3 separate regions of the Mus musculus genome follow, and all the other regions are linked to region 1. A link is a contact called in public Hi-C and HiChIP or PLAC-seq data. All regions are on one chromosome and are shown on one strand. The core of a region is the stretch at or near the end of the contact, and the rest is flanking DNA. Distances in the headings are between cores, read along the strand shown. Region 1 holds the start of Pstpip1 (proline-serine-threonine phosphatase-interacting protein 1). Region 2 has its middle 75 kb from the start of Gm31529. Region 3 has its middle 20 kb from the start of Gm31529.

Region 1 (4,484 bases), core at 807-3,306:
GCCTAAGACTATTTACTGCCAGGCTGCAGGATTCAAAGGCAGTTGAATGGGTCCCACTGTCCACTTCCTCCTTGTCTCTGCTCTGCCTTCCCTGGGAAGCTTCTCCTAACCAAGGCCCTGGGAGCCACTGTGAAGAGAAGCCCAGGATGCCAGCAGCAGTCCAGAGGTGTAGCCAGTACAGGGCATGGCGAGACATTACCTAGGAAGCAGCCCCGGGGAAGCTGGGTCCTACTGCTGCCACCACGCCCTGATGTCTTATATGTCATCCTTTTGCCTGGTCCCTGCCACTGGGCTGCTGCTTTTCTTGGCTTTGATCTGGGGAAGTTGAGGCCAGACATTTGGGATTGGGATTGAGACACTAGGGATAAAATGGACCAGGGTTTCTGGCCTTCCTGGGTTGCAGGTTTCTAAGTCAGAGCAGCGATTGGATTCACCTTGAGCAATGAGCACCCCGGTGAATGAGATGGCCAAAGCAGCTGCTTTCATCTGCAGCTCTGGACTGGTCCTACACTCTTCTCTGTAAACACAGGAAAACTGAGGCCCAGACAGGTACAAGGTGCCCTCTCCAGGCAAGGCCCTCTGTCCTCTGTGAAGTCAGTTTCAAGGGAGGAAGGCCACTCATACTTTAGCACAGACCCCAAGCAAAGCTGGCAGAGAGGAAGGAAGGTGGCTTACTAACCCTCATCCTCCTGGCTTTGACCTTAGGAGTGGGCCCTGGGTGAGTAAAAGGTCCTGAGAGTCCCCTGTGGTGTTGGAGAGTTATCCTCAGGAGAAAGACATCCCCAGCTTTAACCAAAAGGTCTCAGCCTTGTGTCTCCAAGGGACAGTCAGGGGTGGAGGAGACTAGGGGAAGCTGAGGGAAAAGTGGAAAAGCAGGAGAGCTGGGCAAGCGCTGTGGCCTCTACTGCCCTCCTGGCTAGGTTTCCTCATCTCACCGGCAAAAAGATTTGTTTTACACCTGCCCTGAATTTGAAACAGCAGGCAGGAAGTTGCCTAGCCCAGCTGCCTTGTTCATGAACCTGAGGTATGCAGAGATCAGAGACTGGGTGAAAGAGTTTTAACTCTGGCAAGGCACCAGGGCTTTACTGCATTGGATCACCTTCAGTTGTCAAATATCTGTACTTATCTCCATTATACAGATGTAGAAACTGAGGCCCAGAGAGAAACAGCAACCGACCCAGCCCTTACAAAGCTGAGACCCGAACCAAACTAAAGTTGGTCTGGTGTCTGGGCTGCTGACTTCTCCCTTGTACACTCCTCCCTATGTATCCTCCTCAAATCCTCCATTAGGCTGTCCTGGTGAGCTCTGCCGCTGGGGCAGCATGCCCCTGAGGAGAAACAGCCTGAGGCCATCCCTCTGGCTGTGGGGGTGATGTCTGTGAGAGAAATTCATTATCTTAGCCAGGGCCCCTCTTTTGCCTTTCATGTCAGTAGAGACTGTGGCCCAGGCCACCTCCATGATAATTAAGACCAAAGTCAAGGCACAATTTTTATGGGGAAACTGTACCCCTATGTCAGTCTCCAAGGTGATTCCTGCCTGGCTGGACCTGTTCGGCAAGCTCACCGCCCCCAGTCGACTCCACTCACCCAGAAGGCATCTCGGAACTGCAGCTGGGCCATCATCCTCCAAGGGCGTCTGTTGTGTCAAATGCTAGCACTCCTGCTTCAAGCAGGGCTGAACATGGGCCAGGAGCCAGGAGCACGTCCCAGTCCCAGCGCGGCTAGCCCAGGCCCTCCCTCCCACTCCCAGCCGGCGCCGTCTGAAACGCTCAGAAGGCAGCCACAAGCCAGAGGCAACTGCCGGAGGAGGAAAAAGGCTCAACCTGTTTTGTTTGGGGCTAGAATCAGCAGCGAAATGAGGAAGGAGCCCTGCCCAGTGATGGAAGGGTGGGCCACGATTTCCAGCCTAGGCTCTCGCCAGCCCCACTGATGGAGGAGGACGCAGGCTGAGGCCCAGGGCAGGCAGCCCAGGTGGCAGGCAGAGGCTGGGAGAGAGGAAGGATGTGCACAGGCCAGGCAGGCAGGCAGGCAGCCTGAGGCCGGCACAGGAAGGTTTGTGCAACCTCCCCCAGGGCAGGCGCAGGGCTCTAACCCACAGGAAGTTGAGCTGCTGAGTTTCTCCTGCACAGCCCCAGCCCCGCCTGCCACCTGCCACCCTGCTGCCTGCTCAAGTCCTGGCCCAGTTTAGCTTTAGAACTAACAAGTTAGGAATCTCATGACTGTTACTCTCGCCGGCCCCAAGAGGTTAGGTTCTTAGGGTCTCACCCCGGAAAAGGACGTCCACCATTCATTCCAACTTTAGCAGTTCATGCCCTAGACTAGGTCCTACCCTCAAGTTGCTCACAGCACGGGGCGGACTCAATTGCGGTCCTGGTCCCGGGGCTATGAGAGTGGAGACTTGTTTTGAGAAGGTAACTAGCTAAGGGACCTCAGTGTGATGAGGCACGGGTCCTTGACCCCGTGCAAATCTTCACCCATTCCATCTTCAGTTCATAACTGTGATAGAGGGAGACAGGAGTCTGGAGACTCAGGCTCAGCTTTTGTTTAGTTTGGATTCTGCCCTTCACTAGTGGACGGACCTTGATTGACCTAACTCAGAGCCTCAGCCTCCCCATCTGTCACTTCCAGTCTCTGGGAAAGTGTTTCGTATCAAGAATGCCTCTGGAATTTCTCTTTGTAGGGCAAGCAGGTCCTGGGGAACCCTTTCCAGACAGGGTTTGCCCACTCAGCAGAAGAGGCCTCTGGAGTCCTGAGCCCGGGGTGGGCTGGTGAAAAGAATGAGTCAGAGACTGTCCACAAATCACCACCCTTACCGAGGCTTACCTTAGGACCAACTGGGTTGATCAGACAGCTGAGTTCCCAAGTGTGGGTTACACGTGCCAGGGCTTAAAGAGAGGCACACCCAGGCTTCCCTAAACACCCCCAAGAAGAAGCACAGCAGGCCTGCTGCTGGAAGCCCTTCTCTCTAGAATCCCGGGGCTTGAGCTAATGAGCATCTTTTAAAAAGAGATTCATTTCTAATTTTTATTTGCGTGATATGTGTGTGTGCTAGGTATGTACAGATGCCTGTAGAGGCTAGAGGAGGGCATCCAATCCTTTGGAGCTGCCTAATGTAGGTGCTAGGAATCGAACTCTGATCCTTTAGAAGAACACCAGTCACTCATAACCACGTGGTGTAAGTTACCTTAACCCTACAGGCCCTCTGCTGAAGCTACTTTTATTGTTACAGATTGGCCAACTCAACATCTCCATCTGTAAAATGGGATGAAACCTTGAAATCAGAAAGCAGACCAGAGTCCTTTGTTACCAGGAGCCTTGTTTTAACTGACAGGAAAAGCCCAAGCTGGGGTCCCTGCTGACCTCTCCAGGAATCTCTTCCCTTCAGTCTGCTGGGTGAGTCCAGCCCCCACCCCACCCCCAGAGTCTACACCTCCAGATGCAGCCACATCAAAAGAAGAAAGGGAAAACCCAAGTTGTCTTCTCCAAAGTCCTGTTCGTCAGCCTCTTGGGAGATCTTCCCTGGTATCTCATTGGCTAAGAATAGATGGTACTTCAGCATCATCACCATCACAGCAGACCCTTGGGGCTGTCATAGATGCTGGAGAAAGTTACAGTGACCATGAGACCCCCCCCTCCTCAGCTTAGAGCCACAAAGAATGCTGGTGACAGGTCTGCCAGGAGAGGAGGCAGATCTGGTTTCTACCCTAATGGAATTACAGGCAAGTTCCAGAAAGATCTCTCCTTATTGAGTGGAACCAGAAGACAGTGTTGTGATGAGAAGGAGGTAAATGAAGAGGGGGTGGGGAGAGAGTTGCAAGGACGGTTAGAGGCCTGGATGGTGCTACCAGGAAGGCCGAGGGAAGCTGTGGAGTGTAGAGGAGACAGAGAGAAGATAGGACTGGATGGAGACGTTCAAGAAGCCTCAGAAGATGGAACTGTGTGTTAGCGAGCTTCCCTCCCTCCCCAGCCATTGCCCACACCAAACCCAGTCCTCGGGGAGGGGAATCTGTGCCTGAAAAAAAATCACAGCTCTTTAATCACTGTTTCTGCTGCCTCAGAACATAATTTGCCTTGATGTCTAGGCAGCTGTGCCCCAGGCCACACTATGAGGGAGAACCTCACCCAGGCCAGGACAGAGTGTTTGACATAGTATTTGAATATATATGTTTGAAGAATTCAAGAGGTCATAGGCTTAAGGACTGAAAATAAATTGCAAAATCAGTTGTTACAGCCTTGGTTGCCACAGCTAGCCACCTGGTGGGACTTGGGTTTTAAAGTCAGTTTGTCTGTGCCTTTAAACCAGGTAAGCAACAGAAACATTGCCAATGGTAGGCATTTGGGGTTTATTCTACCTATGGGGTTTTTACTTACTATTTACAGTTGCATGAATATTTGTGGAACAAGTGCCAAAATCTATTAAGTTCTGAGTTTTTCTGCCAGGTACCAGATTGGCCTGTGTTCTGCTGGGGACAGGGGAGTTGAGC
Region 2 (4,612 bases), core at 262-2,761, 420 kb before region 1:
GACTGAAACTAGCTGAGCGGGAGGGAAATGTATCACACCCGCTGCCTTCATGCTTCCAAAGAAGAAAAATCCAGAGCAGGGGTAAGAAAGCCCCGGCAGCGGCTCTGCAGGCTCAGGGCTGAGGACCCGGTAATGAAGTCTTTCTGGAAGGTAGGAAGGGCTGTGTGCAGTGTGCTATTTTTAAACCTGCTGTAGTGGCAGTTGTATTCCTGCCCTGGCACTTTCTCTTGCAGAGGAGGGGCTCGGGGGAATGCAGCCAGGAATTTAGATGCTATTTATTGTATTTCCTTTTATCAGTCAAATGATTTTCTTATTTCCCACGTAGATAAAGATCTTGCGCTCCCAGCTTCGGCTTGTTGACCTTGTCAGGACCGCTGTGCTGTCTGGAAATTGGTCCCAGAGAGAGAGAGAAGGGCATTGTTGTTAGGGGCTGTTTGGTGGTTTGGGTTTTCAGTCCTCCCAGCAGAGAGGAGCTCAGTTTGCCAAAAATAAACAAATAAAAATCTTCCCCTCAAAACAGAAACTGATTGTCTTATGCCTTCTATTTTTCTCTTGCAAAACTGAAAGGTTGTCCAATAAGTTTGCTTCAGTAGCTTTCTGCACCTGGCTTGGGAGCTTGGGCAGCGCGCGCGCGCGCGCGCGCGCGCACACACACACACACACACACACACACACTTCTCTCCCTCCCCTCTTTCTTCCTCATTTCTTTTCCTTCACCGTTTCCCTTCCTTTCTCCTCCTCTCCCTCTCTTCTTCCTCTTTATCTCCCTCCTTCTCTCTCCCTCCTCCCTCTCTTCCTCCCTACGCCCTTCCTTTTCTCCCATTTTCTACCTCTTTCCTCTCTCCTTCTCCCCTTCTCTCCTTCTCTCGCTCTCTGTCGTTTCCCCTCCCTCAACCCGGCGAATCGACTCTGGCAGTGCTGCAGAGCCTTCTTCTTGGCAGGAAACAGGGCAGAGGGCGGGGCCTCCCTCTGTCTGTGTTGCCAGCTCCTGGAGGTGGAGATGCCAGTATGCCTGAGCTGAGCCATGGCAGCTTCCACTCTGCTGGAAGCCTCGGAGGCAGCCAGGCCTCTGCCAGCGCCTTCCAAGGGCACAATGAGGCCACAGGGCTGCCTCTCGGCCAGAGGCCTCCTCGTGGGCACGCTGCCCCTATTGTCTCGCCTGGCTTGGGATTGCTGGCTAGGTTCTCATGCAGAAGTCAGCGCCACTGCCTCTCACCTCGGAACTAGCTCAGCAGATGCTGCGGGAGGCTGGAGTTTTATAGCAAATCCTCATTTTTGGCTGGCTCGCAGCTACAGAACATCAAAAGAACCAGCTAGTCCGAGGGCAGCCAGCCTCTTGCAGGCTCGCAGTGGGAAGAAAAAGGAGGTGCAAGGCCTCCAGCATGCCACGGTGAGCCAAGGTTTTAACCAGGAACTTGCTTTCCAGACCCCTCGGGTCCTTTCCCTCCACCGCGGTGCTGTCTGATCTGGACAGCAGAGGGCGCTGCTTCCTCTGACAGCACAGCGACCCAGTCTGGCTTCCCACATCTGGAAATGGGCTCTACCACTCTTACGAAATACCAGAGAGCCGGGGATCTGTCTGTGTGAGACGTGCTGGCACCCGAATGCACACGCATACACATCATGAATTCCACTTTCTCATGAGTTAGATTTCCCGTGAAGAGCGCTTGTGGAATGTGGGGAATTTGCCTTGCCAAGGCGGCCAGCACATCCTATTCTTGGGCTTGTCTGGCCCAGGTTGGAATGCTTGGATGGACCACCCTCTGGTCTGAAGCCTTTACCCTCCCCTCCCACGTGGAGAGGGGAAGAAAAATGGGAGACCTCCCAGATCTTTTTCTCAAGGGAAGAAAATTAAAAATGTTCAGCGCTGACCTTATAGGCCTTCCTGATGAAAGCAGATGTGGACAGCCAAGCAGCTTCCTAATTACAAGAGATTAGGAACGCCAAAGTGACAAGCCAAGGATGGAGGAGGACAGGGCTGAAGCCAGCCAAAAGCCCTCGTTGCTATTCTGAGTCTGCTCTCCAGACTTCTGAAAGCTGCATGCATTTAAATGTCCACATTTTCTGCAGAAGCCAGAAATCTCTACTTCTCTTGGCCAAACAACACATCAGTCTAATATGGTGTGAGAGAAATATGTTACATTCTTTTATGAACAGAATGTTAACATCAACCAGAATCAATATTTATATCCAAGAACACAATGAACTGGCTTGTTTTGGACTGCACGAGTTTAAGACTGGGACATTGGGAAAGAGTGGGGGGCCCTTCCCTCCCCACCCCTGAAAGACAGACAGGCTGAGGCTCAGGCATCCCAAAAGCGTTCTGCTTGGAAGTCTGGCCTTGGGTCCTTTCCCTGCCCTGCAGGGCTCCTGTCTCTTGGGATTGTAAGAAGAAACCAGAGCAGCAGGCGAAGCCGGATTCCATGATGAGGTGCAGGATGTGAACCCGCATCCTGTAGGCAGGTCAAGGCCTCCTCCTGTCAAGCTAGGAGAGAAGGGCCAGGGCCAGGCCTGCATCCGGCCTTTCCTGCTGAACTCAGACTACTAGGTGCTGACACAGGACAGAGGGACACTCGGAAGCTGACAAGGACCAGAAGGGAGTGTTGCCCCTATGTAGGTGGATTTTTTTTTTTTTTTTTTTTTTTGGACCAGGCAGTTACTTTCAGGTGAGGCAGGGGCTGGGAAAGAGGCCGAAGCATCCCTACCTCCATCAAATAAATGTCTTTATTCCTTCACATTGACTTTTTTTTTTTCTTCCAACTTTTCCTCCTCTGGAGTCAGCTACTTGCTCCCTGCATGTAAAATCTTTACCTAATTAAAACAAAAACAAAGGTCTTTCCCAGATGATCTTGTGTTTCCTGGCAACACTGAATCTCAAAAGGGAACTTCCTCTCCACCCTCGCAACCCATGGACTCAACGGGGGCTCCTTTTCCCCAGCAAACCAGCCCTCTTGGTTTTGTGATGAGGCACTGAGTACTAGACCCTTGCAGCAACCGCACTTGTCTCTCATTAAATACCTGCAGCTCATTACTGCATACCCTGCAGCAATCCTCACTGCCTTAATAGACGAGATCTTCAGGAACGATCCTTTGGTTGAGAGTGAAGATTAAGGCATGATTAATCTTGGCCCCCTTTAACTGTGGGTCAAGTCTTCAGAGTGGGAAACCCCTCGGGGCATGACCACAGCTGATAATCTTTTTGTAGTCTCCAGCCTTTCCCCAGGTGTTTAGTTGCTGCCCCGTGCTTGGCTCATCCTGTAGCCTTCACCCAGATCTTTTCTATCTTGAGACAGGGTCTCACTCTGTAGTGCTAGCTGGCCTGGAACTCACTATGGAGATCAGGCTGCTTCAGCCTCCTGAGTGTTGGGATGCTAAGCCTATCCTGCCATGCCCAGCTTTTCATACAGTTCCAAGAGACAAACAGGAAACATCCCAAGCACACTTGCTATAAAATCAGCCAACATAAACAGATACTGCCACGCCAGAGGAACGTCTGGAGTATTCTTTCCAGATGCACAAGTTCCCTTGTTGAATCTCTTGCAGGAAGCATATGCAAGAACAGGCTCTAATAACTGCAGAGATGCTAGCTGATCTAAGCTAGCTAGAAAAGCTCCTCTGTCCATGTGCTCTTCTGGAGTCAAGGGAAGGGGAGCATAGTCATGGTTGGGGTAAAGCAAAGTTTGAACATGAAATCTTTACCAGGGGCAGGAGAGCTCATAGGTGACCTGGCTCCCTGTAAGTCTACCCCGTGTTACTCCATGTCCAAACTTAGCTCTCAAGAGTAGCCCATTAACAGAGATGCTTTGGCACTTCTTTACAGTAAACGAACACACCACAAAGACCTTGCTTCCAGCCACTTCTATCTGCCCCAGCCTGCCTTCCCCCAGCTCTCCAGAGGGCCTGCCCATCAGAGCCTCTCTTCCCACCCCGCCCACCTATAACCCCTGCTGCATTTTGCTCTTTCTTTATCTCTCTCTGGGATTACAGGCATTCTCCACTCTGCCCATCTTAGACATGTTATTTATGGCTTTGTGGGGGAGCACAAGCATGTCTATATGACACACTTTAAATATTTTGATAGCTATCTTCTAATATAGTGGATTTCTTAACATTTTTTCATGTTATTTTGAGACACCGTGTAGCCCTGGCTGGCTGGGAACTTTGTAGACCAGGTTGGTCTCAAACTTGGTGAGATCCACCTGTCCCTGGCTCCTGGATGCTGGGATTAAAGACATGTGCCTGCACATCTGGCTAACTTCTTCTTTTTTGTAATGTAGTTGAAAACATTGCTTCTAGAAGGGCTGATCCATACATAGCCCCTACTGGATTGCCACAGGGATTCATGACAAAAAAAACCAAAAAAAGACTATGATCCTCTGAGCTAGTTTATTATCTTCTCATGCTATTGCTTTGCAAAACCAGCTGTGATTATTTTTCCCTCTGCTACAAAATAAGGTCCCTTAGCATGGCGTTTGGTGCTTATTACAACCCACTTCCCAAACACTTCACTGTCTGCAGTACCTGCCCCCCCCCCCCCCATCACTCTGTCAAGCGCTCTACCACAGAGCAACCTGGCCATTTCTAGTTTCTTTTAAAAAGCCCCCTATGGACC
Region 3 (4,447 bases), core at 1,325-3,824, 470 kb before region 1:
TGAGTTCAAGGTCAGCCTCGTCTACAAAGTGAGTTCCAGGACAGCCAGGGCTATACAGAGAAACCCTGTCTCAAAAAACAAACAAACAAAAAAAGATTTTTCTTTATTTATTTTATGTATATGAGTACACTATAGCTGTACAGATGGTTATGAGCCATCATGTGGTTGCTGGGAATTGAACTCAGGACCTCTGCTCGCTCCAGCACTGCTTGCTCCTGCCCAAAGATTTATTTATTATTATATGTAAGTACACCGTAGCTGTCTTCAGACACACCAGAAAAGGGCATCAGATCCCATTACAGATGGTTGTGAGCCACCATGTGGTTGCTGGGATTTGAACTCAGGACTTTCAGAAGAGCAGTCAGTGCTCTTACCCGCTAAGCCATCTCTCCAGCCCACAAGCCTTTTTTTACTAGAATAGGGAGACCAGAAAGACTGGAGGGCCAGGCTGAAGTGCTCCCAAGGCATTCAGGAGACACCTCACTGAGCACTCCAGGGTCCCATGAAGTGGTCAGAGAATATACCATGCAGTTGTCTGACCATAGCAAGATTAATCACCTCCATTCACCAGGGCATAGACCTCCCCCTGCTGCCCCTTCCCTTGGAAACCAGTGGGCTTATTGTCACAGGTCATAGGAAGTAGAGGCCATGGTATTTGTGATGGACTCTGGTTCCTCGGTGACCACAAGAAGAAGATCCATCCCCCTTGCCCCTCCCACCCACGCCTGTACAACTTCCTTTCTTCTCATTATCAAAGGGACATCTGTTTCTCCATGGGAGGGAACCAGTATCTTGGGAACATACCTAGGGCTTTGATGTCCAGCACTGCTGACTTGGCCCTGCCTCCAGCAGCAGTCCTGGCTCCCTCTCCACTGCTTTAGGGTGCTGCTCGTCTGCTGTCCTCTGTCTGATTGGCTCCTTTCTCCCTGCATCTGCCCAGCTCTACTGTCCTGAGCCTTGGGACCAAATTAGATAGGGAGTTCCCCCATTGGATCACCCCTTAATCTACATGTCCTCTATCCTGTCCTGGGGAAACAAGTGGGAAATGAGGCTTTAAAGCCCAGGGGAAACCCTAAAAACTGGGTCAAGCAAAGTCACAAGAGCGGTGGCCACTGTGCTTTGTAGACCAGACCCAGTCATGCTCCCAGAATGGAGGCAGCTGGCACACCAGGGCAGGCGAGGCAGAATGGCAGGAGGGGGAACTGTGATCTCACTGCTTGCCTGACTCCCAGCCATCATCTTTCCAGTGAAGCAGACAGCAAGCAGAGGCATGGATGTCAGAGGGGCTGGAGCAGATGGACTGTCACTTGAAGGACAGACAGCTCCAGGATAGGCTGAGATGAGCCTGGGACCAATTCCATTTTGAGTTAGGAGTGAACAGCCTCTCTGGAGAGTCTTCTTGACTGCAGGTGTTGGTCATTTCCTTCCCACGTTCTTCCTCACCTCTCACTCCCTGTTGCCTTTAGGGGCACGGAGACCAGGGCCTTTCAAAAAGGTTTCCTGAGATGTTTGTGCAAGATCTTGGACAGGAAGCTAGAGGGTCACCCCAATAGCGTGTGCTCTGGGGATATTCTCAGCATTCACCATGCGCAGGGCTATACAGGTCACGTGGTCATCTGTACATGTATAATATGTATGTATACACATACATTAGACAATCATGCTTATACACAAATGCACACAGGTACATACACACACTCACATTTGCACAATATACATTTAGCACCCACACAGCACACTATACGCACATACATACACACGGTGTACATACACATATATGCGTTTGTAACCCAAGGCTTTAGTTGCAGAACTCACCTATCCTTGTCTTTGTCCATAAAACCCTCGTTGTCTATGATCTCTGATGTAGACACAACCCCCTTTGCAACCTCCCATTGCCTCCAGAAGCCAGGGTGACTCAGCCAGGACACATCAATAGGGCACTCTGTCCTAGGTGCCCTCATCCCCTCACACAAAACGGAGGGCCATAGTGAACCAGGGAGAGCATGCGGGTGAGGTAACTGGGAAATGGGTGGGGCTGATGTCTCAATTTACAGATTTGACGATCTTGCAGAGCAAAATGGCCCCATGTCTATGTTCATCCCAGGCCAGCCTCTTCCAACTGAAGGGAAATCCCAGGGCCCCACAGCTAGTGGCACCCAGAGAGAAACAACAGGATGCAGCTCCCTTTGGGGCTTGGTAGATGAAGAGGATCAGAAAAGGTAGTGTCAGCAGGGGTAGCCCCTGCAGAGGAGGGGACATGTGAGCAAAGGTGGAAAGATGGTAAAGTACAAAAGAATAGACCTCAGATAGAATGGCCTCAGGCCTCCCTTTCTTCCCCCCTCCCTCATCTCCCCCCCCCCTCTTCTGGAGGCTCAGAGGGCAGTAGTATGGCTCCCAGTCACAGAGGCACTACCATCCTTATAGCCCAGGCTAGGCAGCCCTTGCTGGCTCCCTGAGGGTGAGCAGCAGCTCCTGGAGAAAGGAGCATGGGTCTCCCTCACAGGACAGGCTCGGGAGAGCTAGGCTGATTGGCAGCAAATGGGGCAGGGAGGCCGTAAATCCCACTGTGCAAGCCTGCCCTGCCCTGCTCTGCAAGGGCACTTAATTTAACCACTGCTGTCACAACAGCTTTGTGGGCCTGCTCACCAGGCCCCTGGAATTTATGACCCCAGAGAGACCTTGTTCTTCAGGCACTGAAAGCCTTTCCCACTGAGCCCAGGATCTACCAAGGCTAAAATCTTGCCCTTCAGGGTGTCTTGGACAAGAGCAGTCCCCCTCTCCTGAGGTGCCTTGGGGTCTCCCCAACTCTAACCATATCCTGCTTCTTACAACAGGACTGAAGCTCTCTAAGATGAGGTGCAGTCAGACAGTTCTGCCGGGCCCTCCTGGGGTACATAGTATCTGGGGGGGGGGGTCCTCTCCCATCTCTTCCAGGGCTTATGAATGGACCTGGCCTTCTGCATCTCCTACCCCTGCATGCTTCTCCACTTAAATGTGGTCCTCCTCCGGGGGCTGCAGACCCTTGTCACCCTGGGTCAGGGAGCAGAGCATTCATTGACTGCACTGGCAGCCGGAAGCCCGCAGCAGCTCCTCAGGCATCCAAATGAAGTTCCACCAGGTCTGCTAATCAGGCTGGATTATCTACATAATCCTCTCCATCCCAAGGCCCCATGCCTGCTTCTAAATGAGGAACAATGATGTCTCCTGACCTTGGGCCACAGAGGAGAGACCAGGAATACTAATACTTTACTCTTCCTCCCTAAGGTCACAAGAGGCTCCTGGCGCCTTCCTCCTCAAGTGACATCCTACTGATGGTACCCCTTATGAATACGGTCAGCATGGAGCCAGGCCTTGCAGGGCTTCTGTTTGAACTAGGCAAGCTTAGATGTGCATCCCAGTCAGGTGGGTCTTTTGCTGTATGACCTTGGAGAAAATGTTCAGCTATCCTGAGTCTGTGTCCTCTCTCAGGGAATCATAAGATTGCTGGGAGGTGAGGTTTGCTGGAAGGTGAGATGCACAAGGCCTCCAGCCCAGGGGCTAGGATACCATAGGTGCTCAGTGGACAATGCCCTCTTCATAAAGTATGATGGAATCTCACTACTTCGAAGCAGAAGACCACCAGAAACAACTATAACTAGTTTTAGCTGGCTGGGTAGACAATGCCATTCTTTCCTAGGGGGGAAAAAAACCACTGAGCCTAAGAGACTGACAAAACTCTGAGCCAGAGTTCTGGAGGCCTCCAAGATGCCAGCTCCTCCTGTCTTCTCCTGGCCCAGCAGATGGACCAGGTCATGCCTCCCAGACACTAGCAAATATGCCTATCCAACCCTCTGCTCCTTCATCAAACTACCAATCTTCCTTCCTTCCTTCCTTCCTTCCTTCCTTCCTTCCTTCCTTCCTTCCTCCCTCCCTCCCTGCCTGCCTGCCTGCCTCCCTCCCTCCCTCCCTCCCTCCCTCCCTTCCTTCCTTCCTTCCTTCCTTCCTTCCTTCCTTCCTTCCTTCCTTCCTTCCTTCCTCCTTTCCTCCTTTCTTTCTTTCTTTCTTTCTTTCTTTCTTTCTTTCTCTCTCTCTCTCTCTCTCTCTCTCTCTCTCTCTCTCTCTCTCCCTCTCTCTCTCTCTCTCTCTCTCTTTCAAATGGAGTCTCACTACATAGGCCTGCTACCCTGAACTCTCTAGAGATTTGCTTCCCTCTGCCTTCCAAGTGATGGTATAAAAGGAGTGCCCCATCACACCCAGCCAGAGCCCACTAAGCTTGAACAGACCCAAGACAAGGATCTAAAACAGCAGAGAAGAGACCTGCTGCAAAGATAGGGTGGGGGAGCACAGAGCATCTCCCCTCAGCCCTGAGGCTCAGATAAGCTGGTCTCATCTGCAAGAGGTGGGGAGTGTGGGAGGGACCTGGGCTCTCTTCTAGTCAACCTCTGAATCTATTCACTGCACCTGTAAC

The links. Hi-C and Micro-C count contacts between places; a contact is called where the count stands out from the background. HiChIP or PLAC-seq counts read pairs in DNA pulled down with a chosen protein or histone mark.
Region 2: an H3K4me3 HiChIP or PLAC-seq map of bone marrow-derived macrophages shows a contact between it and region 1, with 5 times the contacts expected there. The contact joins the enhancer-like site here to the promoter of Pstpip1 in region 1. A contact is called at or near these places in 2 of 39 promoter capture datasets (the C10 cell line and pre-B cells), 1 of 15 datasets of contacts at CTCF or cohesin (large pre-B cells), 4 of 484 Hi-C or Micro-C datasets (CD4 T cells, Th1 cells, bone marrow-derived macrophages and 1 more), 11 of 115 datasets of contacts at active chromatin or transcription factors (the 230-238 cell line, the NIH/3T3 cell line, astrocytes and 7 more) and 2 of 9 other capture datasets (liver and macrophages).
Region 3: a contact with region 1 is called in a Hi-C map of the N1E-115 cell line, with 5 times the contacts expected there. The contact joins the enhancer-like site here to the promoter of Pstpip1 in region 1. A contact is called at or near these places in 7 of 39 promoter capture datasets (the 3T3-L1 cell line, 3T3-L1-derived adipocytes, the C10 cell line and 4 more), 1 of 15 datasets of contacts at CTCF or cohesin (embryonic stem cells), 11 of 484 Hi-C or Micro-C datasets (B cells, the Ba/F3 cell line, the G1E-ER4 cell line and 7 more), 11 of 115 datasets of contacts at active chromatin or transcription factors (the NIH/3T3 cell line, T-cell acute lymphoblastic leukemia, bone marrow-derived macrophages and 4 more) and 3 of 9 other capture datasets (embryonic stem cells, liver and macrophages).

Annotation. Positions count from the first base shown.
Region 1 is chr9:56,087,548-56,092,031 of GRCm38.p6, reverse strand. It overlaps Pstpip1 (proline-serine-threonine phosphatase-interacting protein 1), which reads right to left and starts at 2,056. Exons shown (of 15, transcript NM_011193.3): 1 at 1,588-2,056. The coding sequence starts at 1,623.
Region 2 is chr9:56,503,025-56,507,636 of GRCm38.p6, reverse strand. No RefSeq gene overlaps it. Among named protein-coding and RNA genes, the nearest start is that of Gm31529, 75 kb to the left of the region's middle. Within about 2 kb of position 1,511, at least 268 of the 459 cell types and tissues checked have an H3K27ac peak or open chromatin away from gene starts, as enhancers often do. A contact at or near this core is called in the NIH/3T3 cell line, Th1 cells, astrocytes and 10 more, where this site is marked.
Region 3 is chr9:56,557,953-56,562,399 of GRCm38.p6, reverse strand. No RefSeq gene overlaps it. Among named protein-coding and RNA genes, the nearest start is that of Gm31529, 20 kb to the left of the region's middle. Within about 2 kb of position 2,574, at least 16 of the 459 cell types and tissues checked have an H3K27ac peak or open chromatin away from gene starts, as enhancers often do. A contact at or near this core is called in the N1E-115 cell line, where this site is marked.